2 separate regions of the Triticum aestivum genome follow, and region 2 is linked to region 1. A link is a contact called in public Hi-C data. All regions are on one chromosome and are shown on one strand. Each heading gives the region's core, a stretch centred on a gene start, on an enhancer-like site or on the middle of the called end of the contact. The rest is flanking DNA. Distances are from core to core; before and after follow the strand shown.

What was found. Hi-C and Micro-C count contacts between places; a contact is called where the count stands out from the background.
Region 2: a Hi-C map of leaf shows a contact between it and region 1, with 2.9 times the contacts expected there. The contact joins the promoter of LOC123159093 here to the promoter of LOC123161217 in region 1. A contact is called at or near these places in 2 of 5 Hi-C or Micro-C datasets (both in leaf).

Annotation. Positions count from the first base shown.
Region 1 is chr7B:582,003,730-582,007,710 of IWGSC CS RefSeq v2.1, forward strand. LOC123161217 reads right to left here and starts at 1,932. Exons shown (of 3, transcript XR_006480604.1): 1 at 1,387-1,932; 2 at 857-1,259; 3 at 357-822.
Region 2 is chr7B:582,193,717-582,197,784 of IWGSC CS RefSeq v2.1, forward strand. LOC123159093 (leucine-rich repeat protein 2) reads right to left here and starts at 2,812. Exons shown (of 6, transcript XM_044576897.1): 1 at 2,463-2,812; 2 at 2,011-2,082; 3 at 1,776-1,919; 4 at 1,427-1,498; 5 at 1,265-1,336; 6 at 399-972. The coding sequence starts at 2,689. The coding sequence ends at 903.

The DNA.
Region 1 (3,981 bases), core at 682-3,181:
AATTTCTGCTCTCGCCCCGCTTCGTACATAAAGAACAAACCAACCGAACCGAAGTGCACGGCCCAACGATATAGTACTCCACAAAATTTTCGGAGTATATTTCAATTGCTTGATTCTTCATAGGATGAATTCTCCATAAGATTTTCATACTGGTTTCTCTGATCACCCAAACCAGTTGAAAACAATCCGTTCTTTTCTATGACACAATCAAACAAGAAGCCAAATCATATAGACTTCGAATGGGCGTGATATTTCGGCCCTACATTTTTTTTTCTATTCATGTACGGTTTAAATCCTACAAATCAAAGAGGCCCTACAAGAGATAAAAAATATGGATCACGATGAACCCTTTTGCCGATATAGTATTTTTCAGAACACAAATTATGTACAATAGCACCACTTCACCAACCATAGTACACAGATATGGTCAAGTATATATGGTGCTCGGCAACTGTTAGTACTCTCAATTATTAGTTTGTATTATATTACATATGTGCAATGCACTGCTAAGAAACATCCTAGAGATCGACTTAGAACACACATGTCGATGATCAATCGGGGCTCTTACTTGCTTGATCTGCATGCATACCTTGGCGCTATACTAGCATTGAAAAGGTTAATCGGGCTTCTTCTCTCCAATGAGATAGAACACTGGCATAACTTGTAGGCTAGGATGGATATCACATGCACCATGTTCGGTGCTCCCTCTCCCTCTCTTTGCATGTCAATGCAACTACTAGCAGCTAGTAAAAGAATTAAGAAAAACCTAAGCTCTATGCGGCCATTGGTGATGTGAGCTGAGATGAGTGAGATCCCGGAGTACTACAAAGTAGGATCCATCCATCCATCCATCCATCTTGTCTCCTCCCTAGTAGTTTGTTTCCATTACTAATTCCCTTGCAACTTGCATGCATATGCATGTCTTTTCTCTTTTGGATCAATTTGATCGGTGCACGTACGGCGTCCCTGGATCAGTTGATGATCAGCCACTGCCGCCGGAGCCGCCACCGCCGCCGTTGATGACGCCGTCGTTGCCGATGTTGAAGGACGGCTCGGGCGGCAGGAAGGGCGGCAGCGCGGTGAGCGAGGTGGAGGAGACCCGCCGGATGGAGCAGCACCGCAGGATCCGGCGGCGCTTGTTGAAGGGGTTCTCCGGCTTGGCCAGCACGTCCTTGCTGCTGGTGGTGCCGGCCCCGGCCACGTCCTGCAGGTTCGCGAACGACCGCGACTTGCCGGAGAAGAAGCTCGACAGCCCCCGCCTGCCAAATCAAGAACTCGCAAATTAACCCACCGACCGAACCGAGAATTCGCCGTTCTTGCAAGAAAGAATTGGTAGGGTTGTTAATGGGGATGATTAAGGGAAGGGAGGTAAAGCTGGTTAATTACTTGATGGGGAGGGCGTCGTCGAGGGCGTCCAGGCTCGCGAGCCCGCCGGTCTTCTTGGTCCTCCTCTGCCACGGCGTCTCCCTGGCGCTCTCCACCTCCTCCCCTTCCTCCTCGTCCCCCTCGGAGACGGGGCCAATGGAGGACCGCTCGTTTTCCGCCTCGGCGGCAGCCTCGGCCTCCCTTTCCTCCTCTTCCTCCACCGTCTCCAGCACGAACAGCCCGTGGCCCTCACCGCCAAGCCGCCCCCCTTGCACCGCCGCCACCACCTCCTCCTCCTCCTCCTGGTAGTGCACGACGTCCTTCCTCTTCCTCGCCCCGCCACCGCCGGCACCACCGCCGCACATCCCGGACGGAGCCACGGGCGCGGGCCCCACGGCCGCCGCCGCGGTAGCCACAACGGACATCGCGTCCGGCCGTGAAGGGTGCTGCAGCTGCTCTCATCAATGGCGCCCGCAGGCCTCGGCGCGCGGCTCAGACGCCCATGGCCTCGGCCACCATTGGAGCTGCTATTATTGCTCTCGTCGCGATGGTTCGGAGGACAGAAGGAGAGGATGGGAGCGGCGCGGGGGAGTATATAGGCCGGCTCCGGGGCCGGGGAGGGAGACGGGTGGACAGGGACGCGTGGAGGGGGGGACGTGTCGGAAGGGGCGAGGGTGACGGGCGCGCCGGACAGCGGAGGCTGCATGCACGCCAACACGTTTTGGCTTAGCCTTTTGCGTGCCCATGCCCCGTATATGGCGCGCCTTTTGTTTTGCCTATTCAAAGCTTATCGGCAACCATGGCTTCCTCTTCTAGCACTTTCCGTCTCATTTCCGTGAAGTTTCCCGGGTAATTTCTTGCCAATGCTATATATTTTGAATCGCCTCAAGCTACAACAATGAGTGTCGTGCGGATCATGGGAAGACCTTCACTAGGTTCGTGACACAATGGCGTATGATAGTTTACAATGTTTCTTTGTCACGAGATAGTAAAGTGATCACAATCAAGACACACATACAACCTACATATACAACACATTCATGTCACCACAGACTTGTGAAATTTGGTGTCTCGGATGCATGCTATGAATAGAGCGGGACATAAGAGGTTCACTTAATATGGCCACCTAAAATGTCGTATTCAATTTTTTGCTTTAGCTTAGCCTTTTGCATGTCCATGCCCCATATATGGCGCGATTTTTGTTTTGCCCAAATCAATGCCTTATCGGCAACCATGCTTCTATGGGTATCCCATGTGCAACATGGCATCTCACTCTTCACCTCTTCTCCTTGCCACGTCCCTCCGCACTTCCATCATGTTTCCAGGTGATCTCTTGCCAACAATATAAATTGGCATTGAGTAGGGAAGGTTCCTACCAATAATTAATACCACATTTAGTGAAGTAAAAAAGGATGTTGGGTGTTTATTTTTTTTGGTTTACATGCGAAGGAGTCCAAAAACCGATGGGTCATTATAAAGGCAGTCTCAATGCCACTCACCATGGCGAGTCCGTGTTGGCCACTCTTGTTATATTTATATTTAGGTCTAGCATCAAATGTTTATGTTTTAGCTGCATAGATTTATTTTTTGTGTTCATTTAGTGGCTTTCTGCTCAGCCCACATAGACTCCCTATGATGAGCAGCGGCCCTCCAACTCAAAGGACGTTCCTAATACTTACTTTCCGTTTAATTTTCAATAAAGTGTCATAATCAGTTCAGAGTTTCGTCCAGCCGGCATATACTAAATTTACAACCAATTCATAGTTTAAGAGTTGAAATTGTTCTGGTATTTTTGTACCTATCATAATCACATGTATTTTTTAGCAAATTGTACTAGAGGGGGGCATGGATGCGTTGAGGGGAAGACGTGTCGGAAGCAGCGTGGGTGACAGCTGCGCACACATGGGAGGTTACATGCACCCACCCGCGGGGCAACATGTTTTACCTTACACTTTCGCGTACCCATGCCCCATATATGGTGCGGCTTTTGTTTTGCCTAATCAAAGCCTTAGCATCATCCACGCTCCTCTATGTACCCCGTACACAAACATGGTATCTCCCTCTCGTCTCTTCTTTGTTGCCACTTTCCCTCCCTTTCTCGCCATCTTTTCAAGGTAACTTCTTGCCAACAATGTTCATCGGCATTGGGTGTGGAAGATTCACATTGATATTTAATAGTACATTTCAGTGCACTAATAGTATGTTGGATGATGCTTTGTTTGTTTACATGTGGTGGCAATCAAAAAGACTATGTGTCGTTATAAACGTAATCCCAATGCCACTCACCGTAGCGGATCCATGTTGGCCATTCTTTGTTATGTTTGTGTTTGGGCCTAACGCCGGATCATTGTGCTTTAGGTAGCATAGATTTGTTTTTCGTGTTCATTTACCGATCCTCCACTCAGCCACATAGATTGCATTGGTGAGTAGTGACCCTCCATCTCATATCATCCATGGTGGTGGTCTCCTTGAATGAAGTCGTCCCCAACAAAATCTCTTGGTTGTTATCGATTCCATTAGGTCTCATATTCTCGTTGGTGAAAAACACATTTCTTACATGAATCATCTTTGTCGATCACAGTATGCTGGAGACACGTCAATACCTTCACTCTGAAG
Region 2 (4,068 bases), core at 1,562-4,061, 190 kb after region 1:
TGGTTGAATTGAAAGTGGTTTTCACAGATGATTCATGCTTATATGACTACTACTGGGTGGGATATCAATGGTGCATTCATGTTAGCTCCAACAGAAAAGCATTAAAATTACTAGTTTGGTTCAGTTAAGTTGAATCTGAATGTTCAGAAGCATTAAAATATTGGATCCAAATGATAAAGACTATCACTGATTCAATGACATAGCATATCTAATAGGTGTGTCTTGTGGCATCCTTTTGAATTTCTGATGATTCTAATGGATTACGTATGATCTGCGTACGACACTGAATAACAGCCATCAATTGTTAAGATAATACAAAAATCGTACCCAACTTCATCAGTATGGAAAGCAGCTGCGTCTCCTGTAACGGGTTGTCCTCGCTACAATTGCTGCCATCATCCGGGCAACCGCTGGAGCTCATGTTTATCGATGTCACTTAACATTGTGTCACTGTACATATTGTACATTTCATGGATGAACAAAGTCTTCATATTGTTTTGCACTACAATGCTTGTACTTCAACCATACTAACATAGCAAAGAGATGTGCATCATTTGTAGATAAAACTTGAGATACATTCTTCAACAGCCCGGATTTAGTTCCGAACTGGCAAAGGCTTGCTAAACGGACCCAAGCGGTCAGCATAGCTGCGGTACTAAGCAGCTTATTACAATTTACAATACGGCAATAACAATCGATCAAGCTAAGACTTCTCACATCCCATTCTTTTCCTTCTGCGGTCTGAGTACCGAACGCAGACCCTACGCTCACATACCTTCTTCATCTTCTGCTGCATGTATCGCAAGCCATACATGTTGTAGTGCTAGGCTCCACACTATTTGTTGTACTACTATATTTTTTTGCCTTCCTTCCACGTGCATTGTCGTGTGCATCGGTGCTTCCTAGCATCCGAAGTCATAGGAAACCAATCCTTGCAGCTCCGGGCCGTTCAGCCTGCTGTTGTTCTCGAAGCTGAAAAATAACAGTTATGTCTTATTAGCATTCATCGCATGAACCCACTCACAGAGAAGATGCCATATTTGATATGAGAGCTATCAACTTATGAGTTATGAATGACTCAGCAGTCCGGAAAAAAAACTCATGAGACATGATTTCAAACACCATCATCATAACATTTCTAGCTTATGCAATCATGAAAAACTAGACCATCGCCCTTAAGAATTACAGTACAAATGTCTGAGCTTTTTAGGACTCCAGATGCACATTGGTTCTACAAAACATGCTAGTGGCCTTTGAGATATACCTTCGAAGAGGGAAGCTTGAGAATGGACCATCGACGGGGATCGTCCCACATAAGTCATTGTTAGACAAATCACTGCATGTCACAATGGCTTAAAAGTCAGCAACCATAGAGAATCAACAGCACAACTAAATCCGGTATACATATGTTAAGATGCACACTCACATGACTTTCAGGTTGGAGAGTTTGGCCAGCTCCCGTGGAATTGATCCAGCAAGTTTGTTGTTGTTCAAACGCCTATAAGAAATTGCTTTAGTACTCACTTAGGGAAAAATGTTCATATATGAATTAGGAGAGACAAACTTAGATCCTTTTCATACATTTAATGCTTAACTATGCCAAAAGCAAAATTTTAAATTGCATTTCAGTTTATTCAGAATTATGGGCACAACTTCCCAGCCATTTTGGGTACACCACTTGGACTAAAGAAAGATGCCATGAATTAGGAGTAGTTTTTTTAGAGGGGGCATTTGTACTGTGGAGGAATTAACTTCAATCAGAGGATAATACATACATGAATCTCAGTGAGCTGAGCTTGGAAAGGGACTTGGGGATTCTTCCGGTGAGCTTATTGGCATACAGATCCAAGCTGATCAAATTCTTCAGCTTGCCCAACTCTTTTGGGATCTCGCCGTTGAGGTTGTTCCTGTACAGCTCCCTGCAAATCAAGTTCCAATTGAGAAAATCAAACCATTTTGTTCCGTTCGAATAACAGAAACGGTGGAATTCATCATCGTAGGGGCACATACAGGTACTGAAGATTCACAAGGCGGCTGAGCTCGGGGCCGATGGAGCCGGAGACGTTGGAGTTGCCTAAATCCCTGCAGAAGTTTGCCATAAAGAGTGTCAGACAACACGGTTATCCAACCAACAGGATGCAATATTGTTGAACTATGACAGACAGACGCCACAACTACTGATTATGCTTGCAAGTTGTTCTTTTTTATATACAAATCGGCCCTTTTGAATGAACAGTTAGTATGATTATTCAACTAGTATTGCTTAAGCTATCAATCCCTTAAACAAGAAGCAAGTGCAAGACCAAAGATGAAAGACCATGGATATCCTTTGCCGGCACGCAAGCAGCTTGACCTAGTAGTAGTTTAAATCGAGCTTTGTTTCTGGGCTAATCTGAGCAAGCGCTGGGAAACCCTTGAAGATAAAAGCTTGATTGAGCGAGAGGGGAAGGACTGTAGCTTACAGGCGGACGACGCGGCTGGCGCTGTCGCAGGTGACGTGGAACCAGGTGCAGGGGTTGACGAGGGTGGGATCCCAGCTCTGGAGCACGCCGTTGGGGTCCGACAGCCGCATCCGCAGCGCGTACAGCGCGTCCCCCTCCTCGTTGGACGCCCGCGCCGCGCCGGCCGCCAGGCCCAGGAGCAGGGCGGCGCCGACGAGGAGGAGGGAGGAGGGCACGCGGGGCGCCATGGCGGCGAGGAGAGGCCGGGCGCGGGGGGAGGAGGGCGGAGGAGATCGACGGAGCTGCTGCTGCTGCTCTGCTCTGCTCTGCTGTAGCGTGGGAGGAGGAGGACGGGTGGTTGTGGAAATGGGAAAGGCGCTGCGTGACCGAGTGGTGTGGTCAATACGGCGAAGGATGGGTACCAAGTCCACGGTCAAACTTTGGACCGAGCACGCGGTGGAATCATTTTATCTGCAAAGGCTCACTGGGGTGGAAGTTGCGTCAGTAATGAAAAGTGACAAGGACAGGAGGTAGAAAATGAAAAAGGAAAGATGGAACGAACCGATCAAAAAGCTTGTACATGGAACTCAAAGATATAATGCAGGCAAAAGCAAATTCATGATCTTAGGAACCATGATGTCGAAGCCATACACATCAGACCTCGCTGAGAATTTCCTACTAGACACGATATACTCAAGGATCCATATAACCACCGCAAGATTAAAATTGAATTGACACCTGAATCGTAAAAAATCTTTAAAATCTCGATAGAACAATTTAGAATTGAAGTCTCAGTGAACATAGTTGTAGAGAAAATAGACCTCAGCTCGAGGCATTTTCTCTGCCCCTTCTTACCCTGAAAAAGTAGGGTCACCGACCAAGCTCTTGGTTGGCATGCATTCGTACACAAGAATCATCTCTTTCTTGTTGAATTTGAAACCCCATAAATCCCTTTTCCCTCTGAATGCAAAACCAAAGTATCCTAATTACATTGCAGTTTTAAAGATTTGCAGTTATTTCAATCTCAGTAGTGAATTCTGCTGAACCTTGAATAGATGATGATGTCAATCTTTTGACGGCAATCTCAATCCCACTAGTTAGTTTTCCCTAAAACCTCGATATCAAGTTCAAAAAGTAAATATCAACTTTTCTTTGGTGGATGAAGAAAGACAAATGTATCTACCCCTCGTTTCACTAAGCACAAATACCTGAAGACTTAAGGGATCTCAAGACTCTTATTTACAATATAGGAAATCAAAAGTGAATATAATATTAGTACATAATGGAACATAACTGATCAAAATTTAGGCTCATGATAGAAAATAACGCCACTATGGAGAACACGTACAATCTAACTAGTGACTAAGCTCCCAGGAAATCCACCCTCCTGGTGAATCGTGGCTGGCGAGCAGGCGATTGTCCCCCTGTCCCGTAGGTCCCAGTTGTCAGGTCGGTTTTTTTTAACCATCAAAAAAAGTTGTCAGGTCGGTTTGCGTCGTGCTATCGCTACCCCCACACATCCTCCCTCTCTCTATCTCTTCCTCCAATATCTTGTTCCCGACTCGCCGCCCAACTTCTCACCCATCTGTGGCCGCCACCGGCCATCTCCTCCACCGCCGCAGCCCCC